Regions from separate parts of the Sus scrofa genome. Here region 1 is linked to region 2. Evidence: chromatin contacts called from public HiChIP or PLAC-seq data. All regions are on one chromosome and are shown on one strand. Each heading gives the region's core, a stretch centred on a gene start, on an enhancer-like site or on the middle of the called end of the contact. The rest is flanking DNA. Distances are from core to core; before and after follow the strand shown.

Region 1 (3,529 bases), core at 477-2,976, 760 kb after region 2:
CCCCCACCCCCACAGCAGCTCTCGGGCCCCGGTCCCGCTGAACAACCCGCCCGCCGAGGCAGGCAACTCCTTCCCCCCACGCCAGGTTCTCTGGCTCGAAAATAGCTGTGAAGCACGTTGGTTTGTCGTAGGGCCTCCAAGGGAAGGAAACTGCCGCGAAGGGCGTCTCGCGGGGCTCGCAGGTAGCCGGAGAAGGGAGGCAGGCTCTCCCGGGCCTGAGGTTCGTCCGGCGGGAACCTGTGGGGGTCCCCTGATAAGGAAAAGACTAACCGGGAGGAGCTTGAGGCCTCCTAACCGTAAAACACCGGGGCCCAGGGTCGGTCGGGCCCCGCGTCTCGCGCGGCGTCACCCAGACCGCTCGGCGCCACCTTACGTGGGCCACGCGGGGGCTGGGAGGCAGAGGGAGCCGCGCGAGCGCCGGCAGCGTCCAGCAGTTTCTGGGGCGCAGTCACGAATTAGCAAAAATACACTCAAAGATAAAAGGATAAGTGAAGAATAAAAAAACGGCCGACCAAGTTTCCCCAGCGGAAGTGTGGGCACCAGGCAAAGACAACAAGAACCGAACAGTTTCAACCAAAATATCCACATGCTACCTTTGAGAGCAGGAGACAAATGCAGACCGGCTCAGGGCACACACGCGGCGCGGAGAGGAAGAAAAGGCCGCAAAGACGGAAAGTGGAGGCTCTGCGAGCGGGAACGTGGGAGGGGGGAGGAGTCAGTTCCCAACCAGTCCCGTGCAACTCCCTGACGCGCGCAGCCACGTGAAAGTACTGCTTTCATTTTTAAATGAACCCCCTCTCACGGTCGCCCCATGTTTTCACCGTACCCCAGGCAGGGGCGCTCGGGCTCTGCCTCCCCACCCCAAGAGTCCGCACCAGGCTCTTCCTCCCTTCCGATCCTGCGTCCTCTGACACCAAACCTCAGCCCCGCGATCCAGTCCCCGAATGTAAACCAGTGGCCTCAGGCCCACCTCCCCGAAGTTCACATCTCAGTCCCGCAGGCCCCACCCTCAGTGGGCCAGGTCCTCGTTCAGGACCTAGTCGGTCCCTAGGTGTGTGGCTCCTGATCTCAGACCCCAAATTTCAGCCCCACGGTCTTCAACCTCCAGTAGGCCCAGGTGCAGGCCTTTACCACAGATCCCGCCTCCCCTGACCCCCAAATCTCAGCTCCTCGGTCCTCAATGCCAGGGGCCTCGGTTTCTGGTGTGTAGGCCTCGGACACGCCGCCCCTACCACCCCTCACCTTGGGCTCCGAGTCTCCACGCTCCCGCTCGTCTTCACATCCGGCACCTCGGTCGACCCTGTGAGCACCTAGAAGAGGGTGGAACGCGGGGGACTTGGCAGTTGTAGCAGAGGCAGTTGAGGCTTGTTTACCATCACTATGGAAACCTCTGGCAGCGCGCCCTGGGCGGGGCTTACGAGGGGCGGGGTCAGGCGCGCGGAAGGCCTGAGTCCACAACTCCCGCCCGTCGTGCGCACGCGGCGCTTCCGGAAGCCCTTATGCCTTGGTTTGCCTTGACCCTCCCCTCCTCAGACCTGCGCCCAAATACCCGGGAACAACAGCCCCAGGAGCCCCTGCCCCCGCCCCCGCCTCCGGCTGCCGGCGTGACCGCGGGCCGTTTTCTCTGCAGAACCCCACCTTTCGCTCCTGAAAGACGCGGCGCAACCCCACTTCCAAGACGGAGCCGGAAGGACGTAAAGACCGCGGCGGGGCGGAGTCTCCAAGGCGGGTTATGGGGGTGGGGCCACAAGGGCGCCGTTGTGACGCGCCCGGAGCGGAGTCGGGGATTGGTCGGCCAGGCGCAGGACCGGGCCGGGGCCTGCGGTGCGAGGGCGCTGCAAGTGGCAAGGTGGGTTACGTGGGCGAATCCTGCTCGAGGGAGGGGAGGGCAAGGCTTATGGGTTTTTCCGGCGTCTCTAAGGGTATCATCTGGGAGAGTTTCCCCAACAGTGAGCCCAAAGGATCCCTGGATTGAAGACCAGCGTGACAGAAGAAAATGAGAGTCATTTCCTGCCGAGGAGGAAGAAAGAGGGAACCAAATCCTGGAAACCGACAAAGGCTGTTCCGAGAGCAGGGTTTAGGGAGGGATTGGTAGGTTGAGGTTGCTCATGTGATTATCACTTGGGCTGAGAAGGCCTAAGGTTTCTGAAGGTGACCCTCAAGTCCCCAGGGAAAAGCAGACATTTCAGAGCACCTGAGCGACAGGGTGGATGGTAGCTGAAGTGGCTACTCTGCCTGAGGCAGTGGAGCAGATTATTTTTTTATGTGTTCTAGGATTATTAATTATTACCATTTTATTTTTGGAGACTCAATTCATGAAGAGGAAAATATAAAGAAACTCATCACTGATTAAGCAGGTTGCTTTTTAAATAAATTAAGGGAGTGCTTGGAATAGGGTCAGATTATGAATGGACAACCTATAGTGAAGGAAGGAGAACAGTTTGTCAAAAGAAGTTGATTTGGGAGGGATGGGAAAAGTAAAAGCAGGAGGTAAAAATGTATGAGAAGACTCAGGCGAAGCATAATTACGGAAAACAGGTCCTACAAAATTCAAATAGGTATTCTTAAGAAACCCAATGATCCCATGCTAGCTCATGGTATAGAAAAGTCTGTTTATGGAAAGAAAGTGCAAGTAGCTAATCTGAGGCAAATATTTAAATTACCACCCCACCCCCGACCCCACCCCTGCAAAAAAAAAGATGCTTCAGGGTTTAGGGACTGTGAAACCAGATTCATGCAATCCACTAAGAGGGCCTGCGAGGAGTTCCCGCCGTGGCGCAGTGGTTAACGAATCCGACTAGGAACCATGAGGTTGTGGGTTTGGTCCCTGCCCTTGCTCAGTGGGTTAACGATCCGGCATTGCCGTGAGCTGTGGTGTAGGTTGCAGAGGCGGCTCAGATCTGGCTACAGCTCCAATTCGACCCCTAGCCTGGGAACCTCCATATGCCTCGGGAGCGGCCCAAGAAATGGCAAAAAGACAAAAAAAAAAAAAAAAAAAAAGAGGGCCTATGAGCCAAGTAGGCTTTATTTATTTATTTATTTATTTTGTCTTTTTAGGGCCGCACCCAGGCTAGGGGTTGAATCAGAGCTGTAGTTGCCGGCCTACACCCACAGCCACAGCAACACCGGATCCAAGCTGAGGTCTACACCACAGCTCACAGCAATGACGGATCCTCAAGCCACTGAGTGGGGCCAGGGATCAAACCCACGTCTTCATGGATACTAGTTGGGTTCCTTACTGCTGAGCCAGGACAGAACTCCCAAGTGGCCTTTTTGATTCCCTCATCAAATCTGACAATTCTACAGCATTCCTCAACGATGCAATTATCTTTGAGGCCTTTAAATAAGAAAAATGTGGGTTTGGGCTTGATTATGTGCCTCCCCTTGTTCTTAAGGAGTCATGCCAGGTGTCCACTAGGATATCTCTTGCAGGTGTGCACCAGCACAGTCACAGGTAGGCCCTTTTCCCCAGTAAGGAGTTGGAGAGCTCACCACAGATCCCAGGCCTTTTCTGCAGCTGTCCATCTCA
Region 2 (3,408 bases), core at 582-3,081:
AGACAGAATGCTTTGGGATGAAATCTGAATGAGAAACTCAAAAACATTTACCAGAGAATTTAACTTTGAACCACCTGCTATATGACTTGTATGCACAGCCTGGCTAAGATAAAATAGTTTTGTAATATGCATGTAGGCATGTAGGCCATTTATTCCTCTAAACATACTAGGTCTCATACCAGAATCAAATAAACTATTATAAAATTGACTATTTGAACCATCTCTTTTGCTCTCAGTATGGAACAGTTGGAGACACTCATTTCAGGGCTGTCCCCAGAAAGTTATTCACTATGTGTCCCTATGTTAATACCAAAATTTCTGCCATGGTTATTGAAAATATCAAAAACATAGCCACAGGTCAACTCAGAACTCTAACATCATGATCAGTATACAGCTATAACCCATGATCAGTATATAGCTAATGGCCCTGCTATTGATTTGTTACTTTATATTTTCTATGAAGTTTGACTTTATTACTCATTTCCCATCTTAACAAATGGACTCTTAGAAAAATCTCACAAAGTCCACTGTAAAATGAAGGAATGAATAAACACTTACCTGGGATTTACTCATTTTCTGCTGTTCTTGGAAAAATATAGAAAACTCAGACAATATACTGGGTTAAAGGAAGAGTGGGTCATCAAATATTTGGCTTGCCTGGCAGCTCCTGAATTCTCCTGCTCTATTAAGCAGAGCACACTCACTGGATAAGGATATATGTCAATCGCCCTCTGACCTTCAGAAGAGACAGGGAAAAAGACGGTGAAAGACCACCTATCTAATATGACTCTAATATAATCTCGTAGCTCTTGGGTAAAAGTTTTCACTGGGTGAATTAAGTATTTGCTTTCTAAAGATTTTTTTTTTAACAGTTTAAATCTCCCTTGATGTTCACAAAAATTTTTAAATGACGAAATTGGTTAAAACAAGTAACAAGACACATAATAAACTCTTCACCAAAACTACTGTAAAAAATACTCAGGACTAAGCTGTTTATCCATTTCCCTACTAATGTTACTAAATCTTCGGTTAGCGACTCCACAGAAAGCTATAAAAAGCAGGGCTTCAGGGGAGATCCATGTTTTAATTTATCTCTATTGCTATTTCTCAAACTTTTCATAATTCTATTAAATGAAACAAAAAAGGGTAATTCTTGAAGAACCTCCCTGAATGCAAGGGCAAGTAGGATAGAGTAATAACATGTATCAAGATGAAGTGATGGACATGGTTGGAGAGCAGTTCGGAGTCCAAAAACGATAAATGGAGAACCAAAGGAATTGAGCCTGTGTACAGAGCAAGAGATAACTGAATCAGCCCTGGCTGCGGCTCTTTTTTCCAGACCACACGCCCCACAGCCACCCTCCACTCCCGCAGCACCGCCCCCTTGCCACTGGCTCGGGACACCCGTCCCGCAGCACCGCCCCCTTGCCACTGGCTCAGGACACCCGTCACGCATGCGCGTTATGCCCTCCTCTCGCTCTCTCAAAACCAGGCCCTCTCAGACAGCCGCGCCAACTCGCGCTGGGGCTAGTCACGTGGGAACTTGGGCCACTTTTCCACACGGAGACGCCACCTTCCCGCTGCCCTAGGGCTCCGCACAGCTCCTCCCCACTAGCGCAAACCGACTTCCTCCCTCTTGCCCCCAAACCTGGGCCGTGCGGGCCGTTGTCCAACCTCCCCCGCTCACCTGCCGCTTTCTCGTCCTGCAGCACTGGCCTCAGAAGAGTGCATAGACTCGGCCGCCCCGGAACCGCTTCCCACGCATCGCTTGAGGAAAACAGAAGTGAAAGGCGGAGGCACACAGAAGCAAAGGGCGGGCTTAGGCATGCGCAGATGACCCCACGCCGGGTCGGACTGTCAATGCTAAACCTTGGGAGCTGTTGACGTGGAGTCCCAGCGACCAGCAATTTGGGTTCGGGATTGGCTGACAGTGCTTCCTCACTTAGCAGCGGGGACGTTGGGTGTCTGAGGTAGTTCCCTAAGCAGGTAGAGCAGAATTTATGGATTATAGCTGAGTTCAGTCTGCAACCAGTGTGCGCATTTAGACAAAGTCAAGGGAAGGGGACGTGCCTGTCCATTTCACTTTTTTGAATACTGGAAATAGATCCTGTTAATACAATGAAAGAATAATATCTGATATCATCAGCGATTCTCTCAGGAATAAAAAGTGGACAGTGGGGCTGGGGGCAGACAAAAAAAGCTAGTTCACTAAAATTTTGACAGTAATAAATTAAAATAGAAAAATCGCCAAGTACACACAATCCAAAAGAAAATAATGTCATTTATGTACACGTTCTTTCATTTGTGACATTAAAATTTCTTAAGTAGGGAGTTCCTTTGTGGTGCAGCAGGTTAAGGTCACTGCAGCAGCTTGGGTCACTGCTGTGGCGAAGGCTGGATCCCTGGCCTGAAAAATTAAAGGGGTGTGGCCCCCCAAATTACTTGAATAAAGGGAGATATACCCTTTCATAGACAGATTCAATATTTTGACAAAGTTCCTCAACAATTTTTTGTATGTACTTATTGCTGAAGTATCAGCTGCCTCTACACTGATGGCAGATAGAAACATGGAGACTAGAGTTGGAGGAAACAACCAAAAAAGTAGCTTTAATTGCCAAAGAATGAACAAAGCAAGCTAATTCTTCAAGGACTATGCTGCCCCTGGAGGGCATTGTGAGGAGTCTTATAGTGTTTAAGGAGCAGGGCTGATCAGCTGGTGGACATTTTCCTGATTGGTTAGTGGTGAGGTAATTGGGAGTCAGCGTCATCAACCTTCTGGTTCTAAGCGATATGGGGTTTACAGGCTAGTGGGCAGCATATAGTTGACTTCCTCTACCAGGTGGGGGCCACAGCATCTGCAAAACAGCTCCAAGCAATAGGGATGGAGTAGGCACAGGTAGTTGTAGAAGTCCCAATAAAGGATCATTTAAAGAGGGAAACTTAGGGGACATTGGAAGATCAATGTAAGTTAATGATTGCTCAAAAAAGCCTTCAGCACAAGGCAGTCTTCCTTCATTAGTGGATCCTTGAGAGTTCTGGATGGGATGAGGACTGCATTCATATTCAGACCAAGGGCAGGAGTTTGAGGACCACTCTTCTGCGGATTTGAATACACCAGATACTAAGGAGGAGCTGCTACTCCCAGAAAAGAAGAGGCAGGCTTTTCCAACCCCCTCTACCCTTGGATGATAAAACTGTAGCCATGTAGCCATGTAGTTTCCATGCCAGCCCACTTGCATCTCTCATAAGCGTCCTATCTTAATAAATCTATTTCTTGCCTATCATTTTCTCTCTCGATGAATTCCTTCTTCACGGAGACGTGAAGAACCTGAACCTCAGTGAGGCCAAACACAGGGTGAGTGATTCTAATTTAAAACCTTGTGTTCAAGTCCCAATGTGGGTTTAGGT

The links. HiChIP or PLAC-seq counts read pairs in DNA pulled down with a chosen protein or histone mark.
Region 1: an H3K27ac HiChIP or PLAC-seq map of alveolar macrophages shows a contact between it and region 2. The contact joins the promoter of HNRNPF here to the promoter of ZNF33B in region 2. A contact is called at or near these places in 1 of 5 promoter capture datasets (liver) and 1 of 2 datasets of contacts at active chromatin or transcription factors (alveolar macrophages).

The regions. Positions count from the first base shown.
Region 1 is chr14:61,666,219-61,669,747 of Sscrofa11.1, forward strand. HNRNPF (heterogeneous nuclear ribonucleoprotein F) reads right to left here and starts at 1,727. Exons shown (of 3, transcript XM_005671001.3): 1 at 1,639-1,727. It overlaps LOC100738157 (a long non-coding RNA gene), which reads left to right and starts at 1,768. Exons shown (of 3, transcript XR_307560.3): 1 at 1,768-1,849.
Region 2 is chr14:60,903,357-60,906,764 of Sscrofa11.1, forward strand. ZNF33B (zinc finger protein 33B) reads right to left here and starts at 1,832. Exons shown (of 8, transcript XM_013983243.2): 1 at 1,688-1,832; 2 at 559-1,283. The coding sequence starts at 573.